Regions from separate parts of the Rattus norvegicus genome. Here all the other regions are linked to region 3. A link is a contact called in public Hi-C data. All regions are on one chromosome and are shown on one strand. The core of a region is the stretch at or near the end of the contact, and the rest is flanking DNA. Distances in the headings are between cores, read along the strand shown.

Region 1 (3,826 bases), core at 206-2,705, 190 kb before region 3:
CAGTAGCAAAATTACAGTTATGAAGTAGCGATGAGAATAACTTTATGGTCCAGGGTGAGTCAGCACACCACGAGGAACTGTTTTAAAGGTCATAGCACTAGGAAGGTTGAGAGCCACTGGCTCTGAGGCTTCAGCCCTTCATACCAGGAAGGACACAGCGGTGCTCACAGCAGCAGGAGTGTGTGGCAAAGACTTCTCACATAGTGGCAGATAAGGAAGGGACAGAATAGACGGGGACCAGATGTGAGGATAATCCTCGAAGGCCTGCCCAGAGTAACCTACTTCCACAGACTGGGCCCTTCCCACTAAAAACTCCACAGCCTTCAGTGTAGCACCACGAGGTGCTGGAGAGATAGATGGTTTGGCCGTGCAGAGCACTTCCTGTTCTTGCAGAGACCCTGAATTTGGTTTCTAGCACCCACTTTGAGCAGCTCACAGCCACTCTGATGCCCTCCTCTGGTTTTCTCAAACACCAGCACTCATGTGGCCTGCCTACCCACACACATAACATATAAAAATAGATCTAAAAACAGCAGCATAAGCCAGGGATGGCTCATTCAGAATGTGAGGACACCTCAGTAATTCCACAGAGTGTGGGAAGTCTTCTCCCCCTACTGCTCTCTGACCCGGGAGAAAACCACACCTGGGAGTAAGCCACAGGTGCTATCACGTGGAAATCCCACGTTGTGATCAGTCCCTGGAACACCCCACTCGGAGTCTGCAGTCTTCCAGGTTCATCATAGGCTTGACCCGAAGCTGCACCTATTCCACAGGAGGCTTTCAGAGAGAGACCATAGCCAGTGCTGGACGCGCAGAGCTGGGCGCTGTGCACTCTTGCAGTCCCAGCACATGGGAGACAGAGGAAGGTAGATCTCTGTGAGTTCAAGTGTGAGTGGCATAGTGTGACTCTGAAGGAAACGAAAGAGGAGGAGGAAGGGAGGAAGGAGGAGGAAGAAGGAGGAGGAGCAGAAGAAGAAGGAGGAGGAGGAGGAAGAGAGAGAAAAAGATTACTGGAAGCCAGGCATGATGGCATACACTTGTAATCACAGAACTCAAGACAACTGAAGTAGGAAGACCACAAGTTCAAGGCCTGCCTGGGCCAAATAATGAGAAGAGAAGAGAGGAGAAGAGAGCAGGGGAGAGTAGGAGAGGGGAGGGCAGAGGCTGGGAGGGGAGAGGAGAGAAGAGAAGAGAAGAAGCCAACGATTCCCCTAAGGACTCAGTTGCATGGGAGATGCCATAGACCCGAGACCTCGGGTGACAGGACTCCAAGCATCAGAAGTCCCTGTCCCTTGTAGTACTGGCCCTGTGCCACTGCTAGGCCACGTAGATGGAAGTTTGACTCAAGCCCTTTGATCCAAGAAGATGGCCTCTGAATGACCATGCTGATACGCTGATCGAGGCTAGCATGGGTTGGGTGTGGAAGCCTGGCCTTGGCTCCAGGCTCCTGCAGGCGTGATGAGACTCTGACTCACCTTCCTAATCTAGACTGAGTCTCGGTGTACAGCTGAGCTTGGGCAAGCCTGTTTCGATTTAGCCCTTGTTTATGTGTTTTTATATGTCTCTGTCTCTCTGTCTCTGTCTCTCTCTCTCTCTCTCTCTCTCTCTCTCTCTTTCTCTCTCTCTCTCTCTCTCTCTCTCTCTCACACACACACACACACACACACACACACACATTTTTGCAATGGCACTTTTTTTTTCTTTTTGCGGGGACAGGATTTCTCTGTAGCCCTGGCTGTCCTGGAACTCACAGAGACCATATAGTAAAGGCCTCCCTTCCCCTGAACAGGTGTGTGAGGTGAAGGGACCCAAGGAACTAACCAAAGAGGACTAGGAGTCCCAACCTCCATGAAGCTTTGTGACCAGCCTGGTGTGGAAGGAAACTGGAAACTACTAGAATGGTGGTTCACTGTCTGCATCGGCTCACTGCAGCAGCCCTGGGCACCCCTCTTCTTATTGCTGTATGTTTGGGAGGTGTGTGTGTGTGTGTGTGTGTGTGTGTGTGTCTGCAGGCTTGCATATGCCAGCTTTCCTGAGTTGGCTATTTCTACTGTGGGCCCTGGGATCAAACTCAGGTTGTCAGACTGTTCACAGCAAGCATCTTTACTCGATGAGCCATCTCACCGGCCCATTTTTGTTCTTTTTAACTTTTGTATTACATTTTCCCTGTCGTTAGCAAAAGTAAAAACATTAGTGTGAGAAAACTTTAGATTGCTATCTACAAGAGTCATGGGTGACATTTGATTACCTGTGGAACACTTGCTGACTAAATGAATGTGCATGTGTATGTTTATATATTTTCCCCATTGACCACTCTTAAAAGACAATTCTCCAGCCGTTAGAGCCATACAGCCCTGCCATGGGATTCCTAGAAAAGACCCCTTGCCTGTTTTTATCAGCAGGCCGTCTTGCTCTTCTGGGCAATGCTGCTCTCAACCACAAGAGGGCGATATTTGTCCATGAATGTCCCTTACAAAGCCTGCTTTAACCGGCAGCTGAGACACCTGCTTCTCTCTCCCTTCTGAGCCTCCTCCAGGGGACAGAAACCACTGAGTGTTTTATCCAGGTCACCCTGAGCCACTCCTAGCTCAGCTTGCTCTCTGTACCTATAAGAAACCACTGAGGGGGTTGGGGATTTAGCTCAGTGGTAGAGCGCTTGCCTAGCAAACGCAAGGCCCTGGGTTCGGTCCCCAGCTCCAAAAAAAAAAAAAAAAAAGAAACCACCCTGAGAGTTAGGCAGGAGGGTTCGTGCTGTGAGATAGGTAGGTAGATCTCTGTGAGCAATTCTGATCTGCATAGGGAGTTCCAGGACAGACAGACAGACAGACAGACAGACAGATAGACATAATGAAGAAGTCCTGGAGAGAGAGGGTGGGGGGAGGAAGAAAGGAGTGGGGAAGAGATCTTCTTGGAGACTGGATTGATAGTTCCTTTGGTAAAGTCTGTGCCTTAAAAGATTGGAACCGCAAGCCACCTAAAAACCAGCCTGGTGGCCTCATTTGTAATGCCAGCATTGGAGAGGTAGGGCATGGGGATCCTTGGGGCTCGCTGGCCACACGACCTAGCCTAATGGTTGACTACTGAGAGACTTCGCCTTGAAAGATACAAGAGTGGGGTTTAGTGGTTAAGAGCACTGGCTGTTCTTCCAGGGGACCCTGGTTCAATTCCCACCACCCACAGGGCAGCTCACAACCATCTGTAACTCCAGTTCCAGGGGATCTGATGTCTTCATATAAACATACATCTAGGCAAAATACCAGTGCACATTGAATGGTAACTAAATGTGCGTGTGTGTGTGTGTGTGTGTGTGTGTGTGTGTGTGTGTGTGTATGTGTGTGTGAGTGTGCGTGTGTGTGCGCGAGTGTGCGTGTGTGTGCGCGAGTGTACTGTGTGTGTGTGAGTGTGTGTGTGTGTGTGTGTGTGTGTGTGTGTTAGAGACAGAGACAGAGAGGAAGAGGAAAGGGATGGTACCTGAGAAACAAGGTTGTCTATCGCACACAGACACGCGCACTCAGAAACCTTGGTTCATGCAGAAGAAAACTCACTTGGTTGCTCTGACGCTGCCTGCATTTGACAGAGCTTTCTTCGTTTTGCAGCCTTGGGCTTTACAGGAATGAAAAGATAACAGAGCCACTCAGGCTGCTCCCCTCGACCTAATGCCCTGCTCCCCCAACTACCTTCCCACTCCTCCTCACCTCCTCAGGACTGAGTCTGAACACTTTACCAGGGTCCCTCCTGATCTCTCTCTCTCTCTCTCTCTCTCTCTCTCTCTCTCTCTCTCTCCCTCTCTCTCTCTCTCTCTCCCTCTCCCTCTCTCTGTTCATCT
Region 2 (3,943 bases), core at 1,377-3,876, 150 kb before region 3:
CCAGGCAGAGAGAGCCCTGGCCCTCCCTGAGCCAGCAAAGGGCAGCGGGCTGGGGTGATGGTGGCTGCATGGAGTGATCCTGGGACAGACCGAGGGAAGGTGAGAGTATCGGGGTGTGGGGACCACGGTGACGTCAGGCTGGGGTGCAGCCCCGTGCCTGGAGCTGTTATCTCTGCTAGCTTATCACCCCCCCACAGCTGGGCTGTTTGTGAACTCTACTCTGTGGGGTGGGGCGGTAACGGGTGGAGGAGGAGGAAGGATGAGTGGGGCCAAGGAAGGACACCCCTGGGTGTGGGGGTGGCCGGAGGCTCATCCCGAGGAGCATGGGGTGAGGTGTGCCTTTCCTCTGACTGCAGGAATATGAAAAGGCTCTGAAGTATGTGCGGGGACTGTTACAGACTGAGCCCCAGAACAACCAGGCCAAGGAGCTGGAACGCCTGATTGACAAGGCCATGAAGAAAGGTGACAGGCCTCATGCTGTCTGCTCTTCCTCCTCCCTCAGGCCCGGGCCTTGGGAACACTGCCCACACCCCCTACACACACACAGTCCTTTATCAAACCTACCTTCCAAGGGTCTTGGTAGCCCTGGAGCCCCAACCCTCAGACTCTACATACAGGTCCCCCTCTTCTGTGGAGGGGAGTGTGGTCAGGGTAGGGGCTGATCTGCTCACGTCTCCCTCTTTGCTTTTCCAGATGGACTGGTAGGCATGGCCATTGTTGGTGGCATGGCCCTGGGTGTGGCGGGCCTGGCTGGACTCATTGGACTGGCTGTGTCCAAGTCCAAATCCTGAAGGCAGCCTCACCTGCTCTCTGCCCCCGGACGCCTGGGAGCCTGGGGGACACTGAAAGAGGGGCTGTCCATCCTCACCACCGCCTTCCTTTTCTCCTGCAACCCTACCGTGCACCCGCACAGTCTCCATGACCCCCAGCCCCCCATCCCCTGGTACCTGTCCTTTACCCTCAGTCATGCTTTGCAATGAGTGTAAATAAAGTTGGGCCGTGGCTTCGGAAACTGTGTGAGAGTCAGTTGAGGTTCACCAGGTGCACGGCGGCCCTCTCTACCCGGCTCTGGGTTCCTTTGCCAGCATCCCAGCCCACACCCTTCCTTCCTCCCCTATCCTGAAACCACTTCGAAGGAACAAGGAACCTCGAGGACGTGGCTTTTCCACTGCCCCAGAATCATGAGAGAGAACAGTGAACAGGAGGGACTGCAAGCTGGGATTTATGACTCTGGTCTCCTCTGACCCACACAGCTGCCTGGGAGTTTTCCACTGCAGGGGGCCCCCACTGGGCTTCCTCCAAAAACCTCCGCCCTTCCCTCCCTTTGTCTTCCTTCCCCCTCCCCTTCCTCTGCCCCGTCTTTCTCCTTTCGGGGGACATGGATGACGTAGGGTGAGAGCGGAAGCTGTGGAGATGGCAGGGGTGATGGGGGTTGTTGGGCACAGGATACCCCAGTCCCAGCCTGTGGGGTGGGAGGCAGAGATCTCACAGAGCTCACCCCACACCCCTGTGCCAGGCTCTGCGTGGGCCTGTTTGGCTTCCCTGCATTCTTGTCATTCCACAGCCCCTGGCAGGCTGGCTGAGGGGTGGGAGGAGGTACCTGAGGGGAACATGGAGAAGCTGCATTCAGAAAAAGGGGATGGGGACCCACAGTGGGCAGAGTCGTGGCTCGCACACTCAGGAAAGGGAGCCTAGGGCCAACTTGCCAAGCAAGACCAGGAAGCAGCCAAGAAGGGAATGTGTGTTCAGACAGGTGCTTGGCTAGGGTTGGGGTGGGGAACCCAGAGGTTTCCAGTTATCATAATTAATAGAGCTGGTAATGGTTCCCAATAAGTGGACAGGTAGAGAGATTAGCCAGAACCATGCCTTAGACTTATAATCAGCCCCCCACCCTGGGCCCCTGGCCCCTTGGCAGGAAGATCAAACTCAAGTGCCGAAGAGTCAAAGGTCAGCCGGAGGGGCAATTCAAGTTCAGGAAGTTTGGAGGAAAGTAGTATTCGGTGGCCTCACCTCAGCCCTGCAGCATTTAAATCCAAGCAACCGATAGAGCCATGGGAGTGTGCCCAGGAGCTATGATCTGTGGTCCCAACTCCCATTACAACCCCAAAGCCAATAATGGTTGTGTCAACAAAGCCAACAGCCAGAGACTAAAGCCCAGGGCCCTATGATATCTGGAGTCCAGTGGGAGCCAGGTTGGCAGGGTCTGAGAGGTCCTGTCACCCCCAACTCAAACTTGATGGTCCCTGGAGATTTATGTGTCCCATCTGTAGGGTCTTCAGCATCCTAGGTTGCTCGTCGTGGAAGGCTGTGGTGGGCCTGGTGGAAGGAAGTTTTCTTCTCTAGACACTCTGGTCTTTTGGGTACTAAAACTCTTTGTCCCTCTAATTTCATTCCCTGACCCTGGTGACAGCTGAGTCAGAGACAGGCTACTTCCCCTGGATTCCTAATGCCTCCCTTGGGGGCTGCTCCTTGGCTGTATCCATAAGTCTCCCAGTAAGTCCAACCTCCCCACTCCTAGGGCGGGGAGTCCTGGGCTAGGCCGGAGGCCGGGGGAGGGGGTGGACTTTTGGCCCGTCTCTTCCCTCCATCACAGCCAACAGCTGCAGAGCGGAGCAGGCTTGGCTCATTCCTCTGACCTGCCAGGAAGCAGAGCCTCCCAGAGACCGGGCAGAAGCAATCAGACCTGACCTCCAGAAGACAGCAGACAAGAACCGCAGCTGGATGAGCTTCCCTTCAACCTTCTCCCTCCTCAGTCTTCCTTAGCATCTCACCTGGAGGAGCCACCTCTATCCCAATCCCTGGGGCTCAAGCCCCCTTGCGGGACCTGCATCCCAGCATGTCGATAGCTGTGGAGACCTTTGGTTTCTTCATGTCAGCCCTGGGACTGCTGATGCTGGGGGTGACCCTTCCAAACAGCTACTGGAGAGTGTCTACCGTCCATGGGAACGTCATCACCACTAACACCATCTTCGAGAACCTGTGGTACAGCTGTGCCACCGACTCCCTGGGAGTCTCCAACTGCTGGGACTTCCCGTCCATGCTGGCCCTCTCTGGTATGGGGTGAGGGAGGCTCTAGGGGACAGAGAGAGGTTGGGGGGCTTAGGTTGGAGAGATCCCCAAGGAAAGGGTAGAGGCAAGGATTTCAGATGAAGCTCTTGGTTCTGGACAGCTCCAACAAAGGGTGTTGCATGACCCAAAATGAGTCCGGTGAGAGTGTTACACATGGTTCCCTAATGTGTGATTCTCGACCAGCTAAGAGAGGCTTCCAGATGTGATTCAGGCCTTTGCTAGCTCTAGGCCTCAGGCAAGTGATGGGATGAATTTGGTAGTCGCCACCTACAAGCTGAGAGTAATCATGGTGCCAGTGCACGGGTGGTCACGAGGCTTCCAGGCAACGTGCAGTGCAGGCGCACACGGGATGTTGACTGAACCTTAGTGGTTCACTCTGGGAAGGGTTGGCTTAGTTGGCAGGAGTGAGACCAAGACTCTCTCTTGTCCATTGAATGCCAACCTCTGTAGCTCCCCAAGCAGCTACAGTCTGGGGGTCTACCTGCCCTGCTGAACTCCAGAGGGCTCTGGACTTAGCACGAAAAAGGGAGCTACTAGGAAGTTGAAATGGATGCTGGAGAAGTGATTATGTGGACGTGCATTGTGTGTTTGGGACTCAGAATGTGTTTTGTTGTTGTTTTGTTTTATTTTGTTTTGTTTGATGGATGGTCTTACATGGCTACAGCCTGCAGCTTTAACTTGGGCTCAAATTGCTACCTTCTCCTGATCCTTTCTTGGTCTCCTGCACAACACTTCCCTCCTTCCACTGCCGTCATTTCCCCCAAGGGATCCCCAGACATACACAACACATGTACCAACCCAAGCCAAACAGTAGCTCCCCAAACTGATTATATGTGTATGCCCACACCATCACCTCTCTGGCCGGCATCCACTA
Region 3 (3,754 bases), core at 966-3,465:
GCCTGGCGCTCTCGAGCTTCTTCATCGTACCACCCGGCTCGATAACCCACCAGGTCGACTACACGGTGCTTGTGGGTCTGTCGGGAGCAGCGGTGCCCGTCAGCACAGGCCTGGCATAAGTCATCTGCGCAGTCCAGGCACCTGGCTGTCGCGGGTCCCCCCGAGCTCTTGCCCCCCACCAGAGGGCACAGAGCGCAGGTTGGCTTCCCTGAATGGCTGTCCCCGGCAGCTCTGGCCTTGACAAGATCCAAGAGCCCATTGACAAAGAAGTTGGTCTTGAAGGCGGCCACACCTTCCGGGGGGACAGGCACAGTCTCCCGACACTCGGGGCAGCGGACCTGGCCACCGATGTCCAGTTGGGCCAGACAGTCCTGGCAGTAGGTATGTAGACATGGCAGAGTCTTGGGCGTGTGTAACTGCTCCAGGCAGATTTTACAGGCTAGGAAATCGCTGCTCAGTGCCTCCAGCAGGGTTGGGGAAGAGACTTTGGAGGTCATACTGTAAGGGAAGGGGCAGAGGTCAGAGGTCAGAGGTCACCGGGCCATGCCCCTAGCTTGTTTCTTCCCCTCTCCCGCTCCCCACAAACACACTTCACCCTGGTCCCTCCCCTCCCCTTTCCTGGTGTCCGCACTCGCCTGGATGTCTGGTAAGTTCTGGCTTGCGTTGTGAGAGGCACTGGGTACTAAGGGAAGGCCTTCTTTCTTCCAGTCTGTCTCCTTCACTCACGGATCATAAACACGCGAACACGGTAGGAAGTGCTGAGCCTATGGGGAAAATGAGACCAGGGAGCCCCCAGGCCTCAGAGATGGAGTAATCTAATTAGTAACATACCAGGATGGGCCAAAGGTAGGTATAGCCCAGGCCCTTCCCAGCTCATGTAGCCCAGGCTGGCTTCAAGCTGCCAAGTAGCCCAGGATGACCCCGACTTTCTGAACTTCCTGCCTCTGCTCCCGGAGGCCTGGGATTACAGGTGTGTGACAGAACACCCAGTTTATGTAGCACTGGGGAAGGAACCTGGAGTTTCTTGCATGCTAGGCAAGTTCTCTACCAAGTCAGCCACACCCCTAGGGTCTAGGTCCAAGCTTGTGCTTCCCCTGCCTCAGTTTCCCGAGTGCTCACATTACAGGCAAGGTCCACCACGTTCATCTTGGTCATGGGGTCCTGTTATGAGTGGGTACTGGGGCTCAAAGGGGCAGCCAGGAAGGACACCTAGGTCAGGTGCATGACAGCACCCCGCTTTTCCATGTCGGACGGCGTCCCGCAGTCTTTTGTCTGTCCATCTGTCTGAGAAGGTGTCCTGGGAAGGAGGGAGGGGAGCCTACTTCCTGCCCCAACTAGTTTTGAAAGTAATCACTGATCAGGATGAAGGATGGGGGGGGGGGGCTCATTTCCTTCCTTTTGCTAGACTTTGGGGTCATGAAGATCTGGCCTGACTGACTCCTGGAGCCCTCTGATTTTAACATTCCCTACCAAATGCATTCTGGAGTTGTTTGGAGGAAAGGTACTACTAGTCCCCAGCACTGTGGCGACTTAATAAGGAGAGTTGGTGGAATCCTAGCACTCAGGAGCCTGACACGGGCTAGCCTGGGTTACAAAGTGAGCTTCAGGACAGCCTGGGGCTACAACAGTGAGTTCTGGCTGAGCCTGCCCTACAGAGAGACTTTTCTTTTAAAAAGGGAGAGAGGGGGTTGGAGAGAGAGAGAGAGAGGAAGAGGGAGAGGGAGGGTGAGGGTGAGGGTGAGGGTGAGGGGGGGAGGGGGAGGGAGAGGGAGAGGGAGAGGGAGAGGGAGAGGGAGAGGGAGAGGGAGAGGGAGAGGGAGAGGGAGAGGGAGAGGGAGAGAGAGAGAGATTTACTTTTCCCCCAGTGTAGGGAGAGAAAACTCGGAGTGGGGGTGGGGGTGCGGCTGCCTACACTCAGGGAGTGTAGGATTCCGGACTCAAGGTGGGAGGTTGAGGGATAGGCCTGGCCCCAAGCTTGTCCTCTTAAGCTTTCCAGGTCCCCTCTGCCCTCTCCCCCCTCCCTTCCTTTCCCTCTCCCGGGCTTTCTCACTTCCCTCCCCTTTCCTCTCTCCCCTCCCCCAAGCCTCGTCTTTCTGGGTTCTGGCTCTTACCCCTACCCGCCTCCCCCGGCTTCCCTTACCCAGACACAGCAGATCTTGGATTCTCCCAGCGGGACCCGGGGAGCCCCGAAAACCCGCTGCCGCTGCCTCCGGCAGTTGGCTACCAGCAAGAGAAACAAAACTGAAAGTAATCGTACTGTGGTGGTGTGTAACTTCCGTCCCCGGCCCGGGACAGCTACTCTGGGGCGCAAGCCCCGCCTTCCTCCCCACCCCACCCTGGAACCCTCCCTCCCCTCTGGCCCCGGCTGTAAGGCCAGACCCGCCTCCAGCAGGAAAGTCTGGGGGCCACAGGGCAGGGCGTCAGTGTATTCACAGTGTTGCAAACAAGACAAGAATCTGTTCTCTGAGCATGTTTATCGGGTCAGGGTGTTTATGTGTGGCAAGGAATGACAGGTGGGTGATTGGCCAGTGGGCGAGGCTACTGGAGGATCCTTTGCTAACCGTTGAAGCTGTGAGCCCCAGATAAGAACATCTCGTCTAGGGGTTAGCGCAGTCTTCCTGCAGGAGGCTCTATCTAGAGATGTGTTTGAGGAGGTCTCACAGCTTTGCGGTTTTCCCGGAACAAGAACTTTCTGAGAGCAACAGGTGTGTGGGGGACGGAGGAAGGAGATCTGAAATCCTCAGTCTGGGGTGGTGGGGTACAGCTGTAATTCCTGCGCTGGGGAGCTGGAGGAAGACCAGAGAGGTTCCATGCTAGCTAGCCTCAGATACTTAGCGAGTTTAAGGCCCGTGGGAGCTACTGAATCCCGTCTGTCAAAAAGAATCACAGGGGACGTTGTGAACTGTGGCAGACAGGACATGGTAAAGGGAGGAACTGACTACATTGTTGGGTGCCACAGACTAGGTAGTCAATCAAAATGAGGACAGGAAGCCATTCAGGTGCTGCCTGACTTAACATGGTTCCCCTTGGCAATCTGTCTACCTCTCTCTTTTTTTTTTTTCTCCCAAGTTTCTGCAACATGAAGGCGTAAAAGCGATACATTAAGTAAAAACTGTGTTTTTGGCCCTTTTCTTATGTGTTTATTTAGACAAAGTCTCCTTATGCAGCTTAGGCTAGCTTCAAATTCAAGATCCTTCTGTCGCAGCCTCTTGAGTGTTGGTGTTACAGGTGCGTGCCACCACCCACATCTTTTGAATTTTTTGGCCTAGGGAAAAAAATTACTACTCTAAGGGGAAGGCCTGAAGAAGCCAGACAGCATAGAAAGACAAGGTCACATGGGGGCGGATTCATCCCATATGCTCACACTGGTAGAAGGCTTGCCTGGCATGCACAAAGCCCTGGATTCCACCCACAACACCCAATAAACTAAGTGTAACCCCAGCACTTGGGAGGCAGTGGCTGGAAGATCAGGAGTTCAAGGTCATCCTCAATATATAGCAAGTTCCAGCCAGTCTGAGATACGTGAGACCCTGTCTCAAACAAACAAACAAAAGGATGTGGGCTTCTTAGCACCGGACAACAAGAGCCCCTCACTCAGACCTGGTTAAAGTCTCTTGCCAGCTGAAAAGCAAAGGACTCCAGCAGAGTTAAAACCTTTGCTGTGAAGGTTGCCAGCTTGAGGTATTTCAAATGACAGCATTAAAATAGCTGTGAGGCAATAGGGCTCAGTGAATAAAGGGGCTTGCCACCAAAC

What was found. A called contact is a pair of places that touch in the nucleus more often than the background predicts.
Region 1: a contact with region 3 is called in a Hi-C map of the A7r5 cell line, with 5 times the contacts expected there. The contact joins the enhancer-like site here to the promoter of Trim56 in region 3. A contact is called at or near these places in 8 of 12 Hi-C or Micro-C datasets (the A7r5 cell line, the Rat2 cell line, Schwann cells and 5 more).
Region 2: a contact with region 3 is called in a Hi-C map of the Rat2 cell line, with 4 times the contacts expected there. The contact joins the promoter of Cldn15 here to the promoter of Trim56 in region 3. A contact is called at or near these places in 2 of 12 Hi-C or Micro-C datasets (the A7r5 cell line and the Rat2 cell line).

What each region holds. Positions count from the first base shown.
Region 1 is chr12:25,382,955-25,386,780 of GRCr8, reverse strand. All of the region lies in intron 3 of LOC100910802 (a long non-coding RNA gene), which reads left to right. Among named protein-coding and RNA genes, the nearest start is that of Ift22, 21 kb to the left of the region's middle. Within about 2 kb of position 1,455, at least 8 of the 93 cell types and tissues checked have an H3K27ac peak or open chromatin away from gene starts, as enhancers often do. A contact at or near this core is called in the A7r5 cell line, where this site is marked.
Region 2 is chr12:25,342,308-25,346,250 of GRCr8, reverse strand. It overlaps Cldn15 (claudin 15), which reads left to right and starts at 2,626. Exons shown (of 5, transcript NM_001107135.3): 1 at 2,626-3,053. The coding sequence starts at 2,837. Fis1 (fission, mitochondrial 1) reads left to right here. Exons shown (of 5, transcript NM_001401051.1): 4 at 357-462; 5 at 694-1,012. The coding sequence ends at 791.
Region 3 is chr12:25,191,769-25,195,522 of GRCr8, reverse strand. It overlaps Trim56 (tripartite motif containing 56), which reads right to left and starts at 2,215. Exons shown (of 3, transcript NM_001399685.1): 1 at 2,141-2,215; 2 at 636-764; 3 at 1-498. The coding sequence starts at 497. LOC120095911 (a long non-coding RNA gene) reads left to right here and starts at 2,297. Exons shown (of 3, transcript XR_010056732.1): 1 at 2,297-2,705.